2 separate regions of the Mus musculus genome follow, and region 2 is linked to region 1. Evidence: chromatin contacts called from public HiChIP or PLAC-seq data. All regions are on one chromosome and are shown on one strand. Each heading gives the region's core, a stretch centred on a gene start, on an enhancer-like site or on the middle of the called end of the contact. The rest is flanking DNA. Distances are from core to core; before and after follow the strand shown. Region 1 overlaps Hdac5 (histone deacetylase 5). Region 2 holds the start of Hrob (homologous recombination factor with OB-fold).

Region 1 (3,643 bases), core at 1,061-3,560:
CAAGGTCTCATGTAGTCCAGGCTGGCCTCAGACTTGCTATGTAACCCAGGCTAGTACTTGAACCTGTATCCATTCTGCCTCTACCTCCTGAGTTCTACAACTATAGACATATGCTACCACACCCAGCACAGCACAGTAGAGCTATGGAAGGGCCACATGAGTGGAAACCCCTCAGGGAGCTAAGGTTGGACATTACAGAGAGAAACATGGACCCTGAGAAGGCGAAGAAGAGAAGTGGGGTGGGGAGCTCCCCCCTAGAATAGACTGCAGAACTGTGGTTGCAAGGCAGGGTTCCCCAAGCTGTTCCCATAACCAGGCAACCTGAGCAGGACCCTTCTGTCCACCCTTGTCCCCCAGAGCCATTACCAGCATTTGGGGTGCTGTGGGAGGGAATGGTTGAGGCCGCCTGGCGTGGGCTCCTTTGACTTGGACAACAGGAATTCCTGGAGCCTCAGCTTTACCTCGGTGCTGGCGATGGCACCTACGGGACAGGGCACAGCTGAGCCGGGTGCCTGGAGCCGGGGCTGCGGCGGCGCGGGTGCGGCGGGGCCGAGGAGCCGCCCACGGGCCTTACTCTCTTTGCTCTTCTCCTTGTTGCGCAGGATGAGCAGCTGCTGCTCCAGCCGCTGTTTCTCCAGCTCCTCCTGCCGCTGCTGCTCCCGCTGCCGCTGCTGCTCCAGCTCCTGCTGCCTCTTAGCCGCCAGCATCTCCTGCTGCTGCTGCGGTGGGTGCGGGCGGGCGGAAGGGAGGGCAGAGGCGGTGGTGAGCCGGGCCCGGGCAGAGGCGGTGGTGAGCCGGGCCCGGGCAGGGCTGCTTGGGCCTCTCGCGGCCCCTGAGCCCCCCTGGCTCACCTTGAGGTGCTTCTGCAGCTGGACCTCGTGCTGCCGCGTCAAGTGGTCGTGCTGCTTCTGGAACTCGGCGAACAGGAGCTGCTTCTGGAGCTGCTGCTGCTGCTTGAGGACCAGGAGCTCCTGCTGCAGTTGCTGCTCCCGTAGCGCAGGGTCCATGGGGCCCGCCAGAGCCCCCCGAAGCTCCACGGGGCTGGGGCTACCTCCACCTCCACCCCCCATGGAGCTGGGCATGGCTCCTGGCAGCACCGGCTTCACCTCCACTGTGGGCACAAAACACACAAGGTTTCAGTGGGTCCAGCCCCAGACTGCTCTAGGCCACGACAGCCTGGTCCCAGGGCCCAGGAGACTACCAGACAGGTCTACTAGACCCTGGATTCTACATTCCACTTTCTTTAGGCGAAACTGAAGCTAGGAACTTCAATAAGAAACTCTGCAACAGGGCTGCAGGTAGGGCCAGCCCAGCATGCACAAGGCCTTGGATTCGAGGGAAAAAAAAACAAAAAACAAAAAACAAACATATGTATGCATGAGTGTGAAGAGAGACTGCCGACAAGTGTCAGGACTCAACGCCGGATACTGTCACTGACAAGTCAGTACCAGGTATTGTATATGTACGGCCCACTCATTAAACTGCACAGGAACACACCAGTTTGATTCTATTATTATTACCCATTTCACAGATAAGGAAACCGAGGCAGAGAGTGTTTTGAATAACTTGACCAGACACAGCCAGGTGACTGAAGAACCACAATATGAATCTAATACACTTTCATTCACTGTCCCCTGCCTTGTCTCCACCTTGTCCCAGAGGAGCAGAGATCAGATCTGTGGGGACTTTACAGACAGCTTGCCCTCTGTGGGTCTGTCAGTTTCATCTCAGCTAGGGGAAAAGAGGCTGGTTTGCGAGGGGGGAAATGCGACAGGCATGAGGGGCACAATGGGAACAGGAGGCCTCAGGGAAAGGGGGTGCAGGGCCGCACCAAGCCAGGGACAAGATGGGACTGGGAGTCAGCCTGGCTTCCTCTGGTGGATTATCTCCTTTCAACAGTTTTATTGTAATTACCCTGAAAATGCCGCTATATATAGAGTAAGCCAAACAGCAGCTGTTGGGGGGAGGGGGAGAGAATGGGCGTGCAGGGAGGAGGGAGGAGGAGGAGACAGGAAAGGAAAGGGAATCAGACAGGAAGAAGAGTGATGGGGGGGCATTTTGGGGCCTGGAGCTGTAGCAAGGACCTCAGTCTCCCAACCAGGGGGGCACCCCTGAAAAGAGAAGCGTGGTCGAGGGTGGTTCTGAGGTCCGCATGGACACTGGACCGCAGAATGGGAAAGGTTCCAACTGGCTTATGGGAAGGTTGGGTCTTGACCTGTTGATCTCCATGCACTGCCCTCTGGCCACTGAATGTCATTCCACATCACTGCCCACTAGTTGCCAGGGCAACCAGGCAAACACCATACCAGCAGGGAGACCCAAGCCCAACCCATACCCCACAAAGCCACCCGCAGCTAACAGGAAGGGGAAGGCAGGGTACCACTGCCTGGGAAGGAGGAAGTGAGAGAGGCTGTACCACCAGCTCATCTTCTTTCTCCTCCACTTCTCCAAAGAAAAAGCCTACATTCCCTAACTCTAGCCTGGGAAGCTACACAGGGACAGGAAGATGGTCCCCCAGCAAAGTGGCCCAGGCAGTGCATCCCAGGCAGTGAGAAGACAGAACCCTGATATCCTGACGGTTGCCAGTGCTCAGGGCTCTTCCCATCCCCACTCCCCTACACCTGAGCCTACATCAAGAGTGGGAAGGGTATGCAACGGTGGCGACTAAAACAGAGACTCAGACTGCCCCCTCCCCTTAAGTGAGTCCTCAGGAAGACAGCACTGAAGGGCATCACCAGACTGGGTAAGCCACACCAGCTCTATGCCTAATATGGCTGGGAGACCCACTAGAGAGGGGTGTGTGTGTGTGTGTGTGTGTGTGTGTGTGTGTGTGCACGAGAGAGAGAGAGAGAGAGAGAGAGAGAGAGAGAGAGAGAGAGTGTGTGTGTGTGTGTGTGTGTGCAGAGCCCGAGCAAGATGCCTCTCGGTACCCACTCCTATCCCAGCAGAGGCTGAGCACATTCCTCTGTGGTTTCTCTGTCAGCCACACTGACGACTCTGTGGCCACCAGGCCAGAGCCACATCTGCAGGAGTGGCCAGATGTGGCCAAAAGGGTGGAGTCAAGCACACAGACATACACAATGCTTCCCCCACCCCCACCCCTACTCCCAGGCACACAGTCTCTCACTTTCCCTCTATCCCATGCCCTGTCCCAGCATCCACATGAAGGGTGCTCTGCACCAGAGTGAAAAGCAGGGTAGTAGTGACAGAGCTGGTGGCCTGCCTCTAGCCTCCCCAGCCCTGGAAGCATTCAGCAAAGCCCTATGCTGTCTGGAGGACTATCGGTTCCTAGCCAAAGCTGACTTGGTCCTGAAACTGAGCACTCCAGCAAAAAGTGGACTGGCTTCTAACTAGTGCTCTTTGCAGTGCTAGATGCTAGCCCATCGGTCCAGGAAAGGCAAGAGTCTAAAAGATCCTGGACCCCAGCAGATAACTCTGCCCCAAATTGGAACGGTGATGGGCAAGGCTATCTTCTCTGGCAGGAGCCTTACAGAAAAACTAGGGGCTCATGTAAAAGACTCTCCCACTGCTAGCACTGCTGAGATGCCTGGCTATGTGCTGCAGTGGGTGCCACAGCCCCATTGGTATGCACGTGGCAGGAGAGCCAGAGGGCTCTGCCACACAGCCTTGTTCCCATACAAAC
Region 2 (3,617 bases), core at 254-2,753, 41 kb after region 1:
GTTCTGGGATGTAGGCTGGAAGCAGATCAGAGGACTCAGACAGAGCAGGATGACAAGCTCAGTATAGGGGGAGGGTCCCAGCACTGTTAATTTTGTTTAACCTGGAATGATAACAGCCAAGAGTCCTGGAGTACTATGTGATTCCAGGTATGACCCTGACCAAGCTCACATGCTCACATAGCAAAGAGGAGGTAGAGTTGAGAGCCTATGACCCAGCTATCGAGACTTCAGCATCTACAGTTTAACTGCTATACCATTTTGCTTCCTAGAATTCCAGGGGACTGAGGGTTTTTTTTTTGTTTTGTTTTTTGTTTTTTTTTTGGTTTTTTTTTTTTTTTTTTTGACAGGGTTTCTCTGTGTACCCCTGGCTCTCCTGGAACTAACTCTGTAGACCAGGCTGGCCTTGAACTCAGAAATCCGCCTCCTTCTGTGCTGGGATTAAAGGCGTGGGCCACCACCACCTGTCTGGGACTGAGTTCTTGACTAGAGGCTTCAGGAAGACAACCCCCCTATAATTATGTGCAAAGCATCATGTGTTTGTACACATGTGCCTTGTTCTGAGGAAGAATCCACCAATTTAGTCATATTTCTATGGCTCAGACGGCTACTGTGCTCTGAGGAAAAGACACACCCTGTCTTTCCCGGATCTCTTCATTCAGTCTTACTTGCCTTATATGCTTGAGCCAGGCCTTACCTTCCAGTCCCTGCATGGCCTCCAAAGTAATTTTGTTTATGTTTTTGTTTGTTCGTTTTTTCTGCAGTGTATGTATGTATGGTAGCTGGGACCAGAGTCTTGAAGACGCTTAGTACAATGTTGACCATTGGAATGCACTCCCAGCTTTCAGGCCTATTTTTCTAACATGCAAAGAAGGCACACATTTTTCTGTCGTAGAAACTCTTTAGGGCTGGGCGTATTATTAGCTTAGTGTTGAACATTTGCTTAGCACGTGCAAGGCCCAAAATCGTTCAATCCCTCCTCATTCACCAGAGGATGATGGCGCATGAGGCTCTCTACCTTTTCCTGTCTCTACCAATCAGCTTGGCCTACAAAGTGTGAACCCCCCCCCCCCCCCCGCCGCCCTCCCCGGTTCCATCCCTAGCACCACATAAAACCAGCCACCCCAGCGTTTGGGAGGTAGAGGAAGAACAATATGGAGTTAAGGTTATTTTCGGCTACAAAGTGAGTTAGAGGGCAGCCTGGGCTACACGATCGGCTGCGTTCTGGTGAGGATGAAGTCACTCTCAAATCACCAGTGTGCTCAACAAAAAAAAAAAAAAAAAAAAAAAAAAAAGAAGGGAGAATAAAGTGTATAAGATTTCTCCAAGCTCCCTTTCAACCAGAACGTGGCAGCCGGCTGGACTAGAGGGACCGCTTGGGGGCGACCGAGAGACCTTTGATTTTCCCTTTAAGGCTGCGGCGGAAGGCCCGAGGAAGAAGGACTTTGTGTCGGCAGGATAAAAATTGGTGCCTTCCCTTTAAGGGGGCGGAGCTATTGTTTTGGCGGCGGCTTTGAAAGCCGCTCTGGGTGCACGTTCTTAGGCGCCCCTCTCTCAGTTTCCGCTGCGGTCTTAAAGACGCTTCTCTTGGACCTTGCTCTGGGAATGCGACCGGACATAGTTCCCTACTCTACGTCTGGGTCGAGTTGGAGGTGAACCCTTGAGTCTGACACGGCCGGGCCGACCCGCCGGCCCGAGCCCACGGCCTGTCGTTATGGTAATGCCGCGTCTAAGCCGCCCGGGCTCTGGGGAGGAGGCGTTCCAGCCCCGGGGAAGCCGGACTCCGGGTTGGGCTCCGGGCTCGCTAGTCTGCTAGGACGGGATCTGCCTGGTAGAGACTGAGTGTAGTCTGCAGACCTGGGGGCTAGGTAGGAAGGGCGCGCAACGCGCAGGAGACCTTGTGAAAGGTACCTCCCCCGGACATACAGACCTACAGACAGACAGAAAAATAGTCATCAATCCCTGCGAGCCCAAACGTCACTGGCTTTTGGAATCTTTGCCCCCAACCTCGTGATCTTGGGGTGACTAACATTCAACTCTCCTCTCCCTCCTTCCCTTCCTCTCCTCCTCCGCCTCCTCCTCTGTTTTTATTTTTTTGGGAGGAGGGTGGGTCCTTGAAACAGGCTTTCTGCCCCTGGCTATCCTGTAACTCAGTATGTAGATTAGGCTGGCCTCGAACTCAAAGTTCTGCCTTAGGCGTTCTGGGAATTAAAGGCAGCAGCTACCATGCCACACGCCCTCAATCCCCCACCAAAAACCCAGGCTGTGGGTGTGACACTCGTCTGAGTCTGCTGTCCAGGAAGAAGAACCGTAGACTGGGGCAGTCCACACTCTTGGCAACTTTGCCTTTGGCTTTGGTCCTCTGTAGAAAGAAATCACTGGCTTGATCCTCAGAAACAAGGGTTTCAGGCAGGGTCCTTTCTTGTGTTGGACCAACCTTTGAGATTCTGTTGCAGAATACTCAGGCCTGTTTCCAGAGGTGGTGTAGGCAAGTAATCCCATCCTTTGGGAAAGGAAAGGGTCAGGAGTTCAAGGTCAGGGGCTGGGGAAGTGGCTGAGCAGGTAAAAGGTGGTTGTCTCTGATGCCTCAGTTACATCCCTAGGACCCATAGGGTGGAAGAAGCCGACTCCCTCAAGTTCTTTTCACCTTCACACCCATGCAGTAGTGTACCCCACCCCCACTAAATCAATCATTTTTTTTATATAAGATTTGAAAATTACCTTTATCAACATAATAATGACTTGAGGCCAACTTGGGCTACTTGAGACCCTTATGCTGACCCTGCCTTTGTCTCCCTTAGCAGTCGCCTCTCTTTTACTATCTCCCCTTTCTAGGAGTAGTTCAGATAAACTGTGTGTGTGCATTATATGTATATATGTGTATATATATATATTTTTTTTTTGGTTTTTTTTTTTAAAGAAAGTATTTTTTTGGTTTTTTTTTTTTAAAGAAAGTTTTTTTTTTTTTTTTTTTTGGTTTTTCGAGGCAGGGTTTCTCTGTGTAGCCCTGGCTATCCTGGAACTCACTCTGTAGACCAGGTTGGCCTCGAACTCAGAAATCCGCCTGCCTCTGCGTGCTGGGATTAAAGGCATGCGCCACCACGCCCGGCTCGAGTATTTTTAAGTCTTTAGCTAAATCGAATTTCTTCTCTTTTCCCTCTTCCAGTACTAGCCAGACACACCAGAAACCCAGTATACTTGAGATGGTCACATTAGAGCTGGGGAAAAGGTTGTAGTGAATACAGGATGATGCTGCGGGCGGTGGTTTCCCTCCGGTCTCAAGTGCTTTGTTTTCTTTTTCAGACGTGTGGTTTTCAGAAGTTGTTTTCTGTGGAAGAGGACTTTGAAGATGAGGTAGGGAACTGTTGGTGACCTGGACTAGCAAAAGATGCCCTGAGATGGAGACACAGCCAAGTTCAGGACCTTTGAAGCAGTCCCAGCAGGCAGCTTTCAATGGACATATCTTTCATCTTTTCTTTTTTTTTTTTTAATCTATCTCAGGCTAAAAGTGTAAATAATTGTAAGCAAGGACCAACTTGGTGCTACTTGCTTGTATTGTAGTTCCAGTACGTAAGAGGCTGAAGCAGGAAGGTAGGAACCCAAGGCTGGCGTGGGGCTAC

The links. HiChIP or PLAC-seq counts read pairs in DNA pulled down with a chosen protein or histone mark.
Region 2: a CTCF HiChIP or PLAC-seq map of CD8 T cells shows a contact between it and region 1, with 11 read pairs. The contact joins the promoter of Hrob here to the enhancer-like site in region 1. A contact is called at or near these places in 1 of 39 promoter capture datasets (stem cell-derived epiblast-like cells), 2 of 15 datasets of contacts at CTCF or cohesin (CD8 T cells and the NIH/3T3 cell line), 23 of 484 Hi-C or Micro-C datasets (the C2C12 cell line, the HL-1 cell line, Sertoli cells and 16 more), 21 of 115 datasets of contacts at active chromatin or transcription factors (the 230-238 cell line, CD8 T cells, the HPC-7 cell line and 14 more) and 5 of 9 other capture datasets (adipose tissue, bone marrow-derived macrophages, embryonic stem cells and 2 more).

Annotation. Positions count from the first base shown.
Region 1 is chr11:102,206,056-102,209,698 of GRCm38.p6, forward strand. Hdac5 (histone deacetylase 5) reads right to left here. Exons shown (of 27, transcript NM_010412.3): 4 at 852-1,111; 5 at 575-719; 6 at 367-481. Among named protein-coding and RNA genes, the nearest start is that of G6pc3, 18 kb to the left of the region's middle. Within about 2 kb of position 2,311, at least 126 of the 459 cell types and tissues checked have an H3K27ac peak or open chromatin away from gene starts, as enhancers often do. A contact at or near this core is called in the 230-238 cell line, the C2C12 cell line, CD8 T cells and 17 more, where this site is marked.
Region 2 is chr11:102,247,379-102,250,995 of GRCm38.p6, forward strand. Hrob (homologous recombination factor with OB-fold) reads left to right here and starts at 1,504. Exons shown (of 10, transcript NM_153544.3): 1 at 1,504-1,714; 2 at 3,301-3,351. The coding sequence starts at 1,712.